Linked DNA regions of Nothobranchius furzeri: region 1 is linked to region 2. Evidence: chromatin contacts called from public Micro-C data. All regions are on one chromosome and are shown on one strand. The core of a region is the stretch at or near the end of the contact, and the rest is flanking DNA. Distances in the headings are between cores, read along the strand shown. Region 1 overlaps abcc4 (ATP binding cassette subfamily C member 4 (PEL blood group)). Region 2 holds the start of cldn10e (claudin 10e).

The links. Hi-C and Micro-C count contacts between places; a contact is called where the count stands out from the background.
Region 1: a Micro-C map of tail fin shows a contact between it and region 2, with 14 times the contacts expected there. The contact joins the enhancer-like site here to the promoter of cldn10e in region 2. A contact is called at or near these places in 2 of 2 Hi-C or Micro-C datasets (skeletal muscle and tail fin).

The regions. Positions count from the first base shown.
Region 1 is chr14:57,272,987-57,277,161 of NfurGRZ-RIMD1, reverse strand. It overlaps abcc4 (ATP binding cassette subfamily C member 4 (PEL blood group)), which reads right to left. Exons shown (of 31, transcript XM_015952434.3): 14 at 2,124-2,220; 15 at 1,398-1,595; 16 at 977-1,114; 17 at 863-900; 18 at 687-784. Among protein-coding and RNA genes, the nearest start is that of dzip1, 26 kb to the left of the region's middle. Within about 2 kb of position 1,356, at least 2 of the 3 cell types and tissues checked have an H3K27ac peak or open chromatin away from gene starts, as enhancers often do. A contact at or near this core is called in tail fin, where this site is marked.
Region 2 is chr14:57,228,303-57,232,208 of NfurGRZ-RIMD1, reverse strand. cldn10e (claudin 10e) reads left to right here and starts at 1,436. Exons shown (of 5, transcript XM_054743199.2): 1 at 1,436-2,650; 2 at 2,741-2,902; 3 at 3,744-3,825. The coding sequence starts at 2,419. It overlaps cldn10a (claudin 10a), which reads left to right. Exons shown (of 6, transcript XM_054743200.2): 6 at 1-482. The coding sequence ends at 121.

The DNA.
Region 1 (4,175 bases), core at 107-2,606, 45 kb before region 2:
CAGAGCGACGGTTTCGGTTTGGGGGCCATGTGCTACGAATGGCTCAAACACGAATACCAAAAGTGGCCATGCTGTGGACCCCAGGACGCGGAAAACGGAAACAAGGACGGCCAAAAATCACATGGCGCAGAACTTTTATCGAAGACCTACGTGCCGTGAACCTGTCATGGGATGAAGCCGAGGCCGTCGCGGCCGACAGAGCTCGCTGGCGATTACTTTGCGCCCAATGCGCCAGTAGGCGCCGGAGGAACTAAGTCTAAGTCTGAGTGAGATCAGTGATGACAGATAGGAATAAATATACTAGAATGGTCATTACAAACCTGGAATTCTAGTATGATTAGAATTTTAATGACCATCTTTTTGTCCTTTAAGAAAAATAAGTGCAGGCAGACAAGGCAAGTCAATGACTGCAGACGAGAATGTGGAGCAGAGAGGTCAGCATGATGAAGAAGAGAGACAGAAACAGAGAGATCCACATGATGAAGGAGAGAGAACAGAGAGAAGAGGGAGAGGAACAGAGAAGTGCAGAGCAGAGGGCTGGTGAAAGACCTTATGGGCAATGGGATGGTGTTGTGTGTGTGTGTGTGTGTGTGTGTGGTGGGGGGGCTCAATTATGTGGTCGCATACCCCTCATAAAGTAGGTAGCTGTGCCCCTGAGCAGACGGATCATCTACGAAGCTCCATACCTCCATAAATGCCCAGGTAGAAGCTTATGTCCAGCTCAGTGGAGTTCTGTCCACTTATGGTGGTGTTTTGTTGTGAGAGCTTGTCCTGCTTCTCAGCCCTGATCAATCACAAACAGAGAAATAGATGAGAAAAGATGGGAGGGTCATGATTAAAGTCCAGTGTGTGCTGTGGTTACCAGTAGGCCAGCCACCAGTCATGCACGATGTACGACACCTAGAGGAGGAGAAACCACAGAGGTGTGAGCGATCGTTTGATCATGTCTGATCAAATCAGGTCTGGTTCTGTTTACCTGAGCCAGCAGGTTGACCAGCACCGTTAACAGCAGAAGCAGGATGTTGGCTCCAGCCCGCAGGTACTTCACGTACAGACCCAGTCCGATGTTCCCCTGAGCCCGACTCTCTTCCGACATCGTCTGGACCGCCTCCGCCTGGGAGAACACACACACACACCTAAGGAGGAGCTCTTCTCTGTATCTGAAAGTTCAACTGACTGAGCTGAATCAAACATTAAATCCAACAGTTCTTAGGTTTATGTGACGTTTTAGGTCATGTGACCCAGCTCTAACAATCAGCGTTTTACTTTTACAGCTTCAGGTATTTATGGAGCCGAGTTTAACAACCAGCAATTTACCTGCAGTAACTGATTTAGACCACTGGATGGCAGCACACACCAGTTACGCAGGAATAGCTTTTAAAAGGAGCTGTACCAACCGGGAGGTTGTCTCCATCTTTGACCGAGTGGGCGGAGGAGGTCTGGGAGAGCGTGGAATTCTGGGACAAAGTTCTGCTCCTGACCGGAACGTCATGGGGGGGCTGCAGTTCCTCCTCCTCATCTTTCTTCAGTAAGGAGGTGAAGTCCACCCCAGACCTCTGCAGCTCCGTGTATGTTCCCTTTGCCACCATGTGACCCTGACACACACACACACACGCGCGCACGCGCACACGCACACACACGCACACACACACACACACAGTTTACACCCTGTTGCCAACATCTAAACAGAACCTCAGCAGCAGAAACCCTTGATGACAAACAGATGCACTCCGACTGAAACCATCTGAGCTCCAGTTTAAACGCTCACAGCTACTTTAGGGTCTCTAAACCCAGACAGCCTTACTGGAAACTACCTGAGCTCTTAAAATGAATGAAAACAGACATAAAACATAACCTGTTAACGTGAAACTCAGACCAGGTCCTCAGACTCACTCCTGATATCAAACAGACCTGGTGTCCACTAACGTGGTCATTAACCAGTCAAGTTAAAGCTTCCTGTTGATGAAATGATGGTTTGAGGTTTCCTTTGAATCAAAAGGTGATTAAGAAGTGACTGAACCCCTGAATCGGGTGTGTTGGCGCAGCTAAACAAGGCTGAACTAGAACCAGGGGTGTAGATTGGCTGTAGAGGCATTGTGGAAAGCCGACAGACAGGAACAAACCTCCTTCAGCACCAGAATCTGATCAGCTGCCTTCAGGTACTGCAGCTGGTGAGTCACCAGGATACGAGGCTTCTTCTTCAGCAGCCCACAGATGCACCTGATGGAGACGAGGCACACAGCAGACATGTTCTGATGTTTCATCGGCCACAGTAATCTGGATTAAAATAATCATCTCATCTCTGGTCTGTGTGAAGTCCATTAAAAACAACAGAAACCCGAAGTTCCCTAAAGGAGTCCGTTTCTCCTGCTGACTCTGATGGTTTCATGGTTGTACTTAAGGATTTAGGATGAATTCTAACATGCTCGGATTTCTCCGCCCCTGTGGTGGATAAACATGTCAACAGCATCAACACAGAAGCAGCAGCAACATTCATGATTACAGATGCTAACATTAGCACGTCTTGCTTTTTCAAATGAAGTTGTAATTGATAAAAAATCTCAGGCCTAGATCAGGTTGAACCACCACCAAATACCATGGTGGAGGAGTTCAAGAGGTCTGCTGATTGGTGGAGATGTTGTCTGGGGCTCCTGATGGGGTCCTCCCTTGGTAAATTGGTCCAAATGTGAAGGTGAGACCTGTGGGGGGCACTATGGTTTGGGTGGATGGTCATCTGTGAAAGGCCATTCAGTCCTTGTACCAAAGGAGTCTGGTCCATGTGGTCGGCAGTAAATCTGACCAGTTCCTGGTGAGAGCTGGGCTCCACCAGGACTCAGCTTTGTGTCTCTATAGATGGACAGCTGGATCAGGGCTGAATCACATTGTTGTGGTAAAGAAAGACCCAAACAAGTAAAGCCTAATTTATACTGTGTTGGTGCAGACATGCAGTGCCATTATAGTAGAAGCTCTTGCCTCAACCAAGTTGGAAGGGTTGGGGGGGGGGGGGGGCATCTTACCTTCACCTGTTGGTTCAGGTGAGATGGTGATCACTAGCCTAGAAATCTAGAGAGGCCATTGAAAAAAACAAAATGAGTTTGCTTTGCAGGTCAGTCTAGCCACGCTCCATTAGAGCCTCAGCAGGCCGGACCAGCCATGTGTCTGGTCAATCATAGCCCTCTTACTGGTTTGGTTGGCTAATCATAGCCCTCTTACTGGTTTGGTTGGTCAATCACAGCCCTCTTATTGGTTTGGTTGGCCAATCACAGCCCTCTTATTGGTTTGGTTGGCCAATCACAGCGCTCTGACTAATGGGTGGGATGATACAACAGAGAAAAACAACAAAAATGGCGATGGCTCGTTTGAAACAGCATTGGCATCAACTTTGGACTATTAAAACATGGTCTTTTCTTTTAGTCAAGAGCAGATTGAGGTACTTCAGACCTCTATTTAGAAAAAGGACGTACTTGTATCTTCATCGACAGTTTATGGTGGACTGACCCTTTAACTGAGATCCGTAGCAATGAGTACATCCCGCTGTTCAAAGCCCAATAGCGTGCAGATACGGTTTAAAAGACAACTGTAGATCCTTCCCCACCACTGAGTTCTGTCTGTGGGCCAGGCTGCCAGGCTAGGCGACATGTTTGAGGCTAATGTGAGAATGCTAAAGGAGGTTATAATTAAAACTTTTAAAGAAAGAAGCTCCCCTGAAGGAAATTTGAAATGTTTTGATGTTATGTTATGTTATGTTGTGTTGTGTTGTGTGTGTACATAGGTAAAGCAAGACTTTTTGTCTAAAGATGATTTTCTTAGTTTTTGTTTGAGATGGCTCTACTCGGTCAGCGATATAAAGCTTCAAATGGTGAGTTGGACGCTAATTTGAATTTGTAAGTGTTTGACAAAAGCATTTACTGTCTACATTTATGGTTGAATCTTTGATTAGTATACATCATTTGAATCACAAGAATCCTAGCTTTCTAATAATGTATAGTATTTATGTAGGTAGAGTTGCAAAAAATACGCTGATTTAATAAGAACATTTGTAATGTGCCGTCCGTGAAATTAGGCATGAAAAATTTTGCTCATAAAAAACAGCAAAGGGCTTGGCCTATTGTTAACAGTTAATAATTTTGTCCAATCATCCAACACGAAAGAAAGCTAATTTCTCAAGTTACCAG
Region 2 (3,906 bases), core at 187-2,686:
GACCTCTCACCGTCGAGTGGCATCATTTGCAACAACACACAACCAGCGCCAGACAGCCAACAGTCTACACAAGGAACCACAGGGGGAGTCAGGGAAGTTTGGAAGAAATGCCTACGTGTAAATCTGAAATCGTTTTGTGACTTATTGTAGAAATGCTCATAATTTTTAACCATAATCTGATTCAGCTAGAAGCTGGACTGGGACACCAGATTCCTGCACAAGTACACCAACTCTTTGGGTCATTTCTGTCAATAACTCATAAAAGATAAGCTCTTTTTTTAATTTAATTTTATTTTTTGCAAGGCAGAAAATTTCATTTGGCACAAAACAGCACCAGAGCTCTCCGGTCACCTTCAGCATGCTGCTCTTTCTTGACTGTTGCAAATGAACACACACTTTCCTTTTAACATCCAAACGCTCTTTTTTGTCTTCTTAAAGAAAATTTCTGATTAAAAGCTGCTGTTATGAACTGACAAAAAAGATCAAAGCTGAATAATTATGTCTTATTATTATTATTATTATTTGAATCTAATACTATTTAACTGTGAACACTGAAGTTTAAAGCTGCATTAGATCAAATGTCTCAAAAAAAGTTCAACCACGTCATGTAAAAAGTTCCTGGAAAAGATTTGTCCGGGCATGTTTCTAGAAGGCTCTGAAGGAGGTCTTCCTTCCTGTCAGACCTCCATGCCACCAAGAAGTTATTTATGTTATGTAAAACTTCTTGGCTTAGATCTGTTTTCCACTTCCTCATAGCCAAAAACAATGGAACAGCGCCACTGAGTGGTCTGTCAGCGTAACTCTGCCACATAATCAAAGGTGCCAAAATAAAACAGCTGATCTGAGAAAAGAGGCATCATATTTATATTGTGCAAAATATAATTAGATTCATCTGCTTAATAGACCTAAACTGAACAATAGTAACATTTAGTTATGGGATTGTTGTTTCTAAATGTCATCAATTTGTCTGGATTTTTAAATTATCTCTAAATTTTTTAACTTCCACATTCTGACTAGTGTCTACTAAACGGGGTGTGTTTAGACCAGACATTTGATAACTGAAAACAAGTTTCACTGATAAAGTGAATAAAAATGACCATAAATGTTGTTTTACTGAGAAGGGCCTTGAATCATTAAGGCCAAAAAGGGTAACATTTTTTATGTTCCCAAGCAATAGTTTGACTAACTAGTGACTTTGCTCTAACAACAACAATGGGTTGCTATGGTTACAGAACCATCACCACAAAAATGACCTGGATGAGTATCTGGATCACTTCTGGATAGAATTTCTTAATGTTTCTTCCAGAAAAGCCTGAGAATAAACTGAATATGTAGAACTATACTGTTTAAAATGTTAAGTAGAATTATTGAAGAAATGATCTGATTTTCTAGACTAATACACACTTAGCTACGCTTTAAAAGAATTAAAGGAGTAGTTTACTCATTTATTCAGTACATTTGCAGTGTTCTCTAGTGTAAAGCCATGCTTTATGAGTCTTTTTTTAAAGCTCCTGTTCTGAGATGCAGAAATTTTCTGGTGCAGAGGTGGGATAAAAACAACAGGATTGCTCATTATTATTAATGATATGCACACACCTCGCTTCTGATTGGCTAACAGAACGTGTTCAACCATGTTGCAAAGTTACTTTCACCAACACACTCTCCGCTCTCTCTCCCCGCTGCAAAAATGTTTTTTTAAAAGCCTTCCTGTGGGTGGATGTGATGCAAGATGGGCAAGGCCAAGAATGCAAATTCACAGTGTGACATCACAGCGTGAGGATTTTCAAACTCTAGCATTTCACCATCTATTTTCTATGACAAGCTAACGCAGGAGATGGGTGTAGAAGAATCATTTAAAAAAATTTCAGTCAACCACAGCTTTAAAGAAAAGAACAAATGCAATTATTTCAAGTGACGCTTCACTCATTTGCCTTTTGGTGGAGCTTTATCACTGCAAGGTTTTTTTTATCACAAGCAATTTTTATCACAATGTTTTTTCTAATTTTAAACACATTTTTTTTAAATCTTTTATACTTTAATTTTTTTGTTTGCTTTTGTGAAACACCTTGTGATTTTTCAGAAATATGAGATGCTTGCTTGGCGAAGCAGTCTCTGTCTAGATCCAAATCTGATGACACATGGGAACCATAGTCGCCATTGTCTCTCACCCACATGCATTACCGGTAAACAGAACTGCATCTCTCTTTGGGCTCAGTCCATTTAGTTGCTCCACTGCCTTCGACTACTTGGACATCCCTTTGCCTTCGAATGGGAGCCAATGTTGGATCCAAATTCATTATGATTCATGCTTGAAGTGAAGAGGATAATCAGCAAAACCGAACTGAGCTAAAAAAAATCTTAAGAGTTTGGAAATTTTAAAGCTTGTCTAGACAGAAATCCACACACAGAGACCTTAAGATGAAGATCCGAGTAGTGCAAATCTGGGGTTTCTTGATGACCGTGTTGGGCTGGATCTTTGTAGCTTGCACTTTGGCCATGGAGGGCTGGAAGATCTCAGCCATCGGTGGTATGGGGGGCTCAGCCGTTATGAAAGTGGCCTGGTATTGGTCCAGCCTGTGGAGATCCTGCTATACAGACTCAACTGCCGTAACTAACTGTCGTGACTTCCCTGTGCTCTGGTCTGTGAATGGTATGTAAACACATATTGGCGTTTTTCAAGCTACTTGGTTTTGGAAGTCTGCTTTTAGAAATGTCTCCCTGTCATTGTGTGTTATTCTAGGCTATGTCCAAATAGTGCGAGGCCTGCTAATGGGAGCTCTTTCTGTGGGCATGCTGGGGTTTGTACTCAGTCTTTTGGGCATGGAATGCACCTACATTGGAGGAAAAGAAAAGTCCAAGTACAGGAAGATCTGTACGGGTGGATGTTGCCACATCCTCAGTGGTAAATGTCTAGTTGTCATAAAAAAGATAGCAGTTAGATTTCAGCATTGTAGACCGTACAAGAATGTGCTTTCAAAAAATGTGTGAATTCCTTTTGTTTTGGGATCCTAATGAGTCTAATCAAAACCAAGTAGAATAAAAAGAGGAGATAATTCACCTTGATTCAGTAGGTTGGAATAATCATTTCATCAGAAGATAAAAAACTTTATGGCAGCTTATTTATGTTGTGTTTCCAAAGTAATTTCTTTAAAATTGTGATTGTTGTTGAAATTTTTGGGACTTTTATCCCTCTCGAGTAATTTGTTAATTTTAGACTGCCACTACCATTTACCCGCTCGCACCAAATTTCCCCTTTGAGAACAAACCTTAAACATGATTTGGCTTACCACATCACAACAAATACTTCTCAGATGCTCTCATTTCTGTGACTGCTGCAAACCTAATGACATCACTAAATTAGTAAAGAAGTTCAATATGAAGTGGAAAACATGCTTGGCGTGCTAGCATGCTGACATTAGCATTCTAAAAGAATACTACAGTAGTAAGAACTGGTCATCTTTTTTGTTTTGGGAGGTTTTCAGCTTTCTCAATTCAAACTGAAAACCATGCTCTGGATGTCTGAAGTTTGAGACGACACTAGCTAGGCTAGTGCTAACATGCACTCACCAAGGAAGTATGACTCAGTCAGTCACAAATTAATCATGTCACAAATTAAGCATGATCCTGTCAGCTTTGCTAATTGTTGTACTCAGTGACCAGGTCAATAAGAACACTAAACAACATTGTTTCTAATGAATCTGTTAATTATTATATTTTGTCTTTGAACATGATTTTCCCTGCAGGTGTGCTGTCCATATCTGCGTATGCTGTTTATGCAACATATGTGTCAATGGAAAACCTCGACGCTGACATTACTAACCTCAGGTAAGACTGAGTCCACAGTCAGGTTATTGTAAATGGTTACTTTTAATAAATTGTCATTAGAATATAAAGGTATTCAATAAA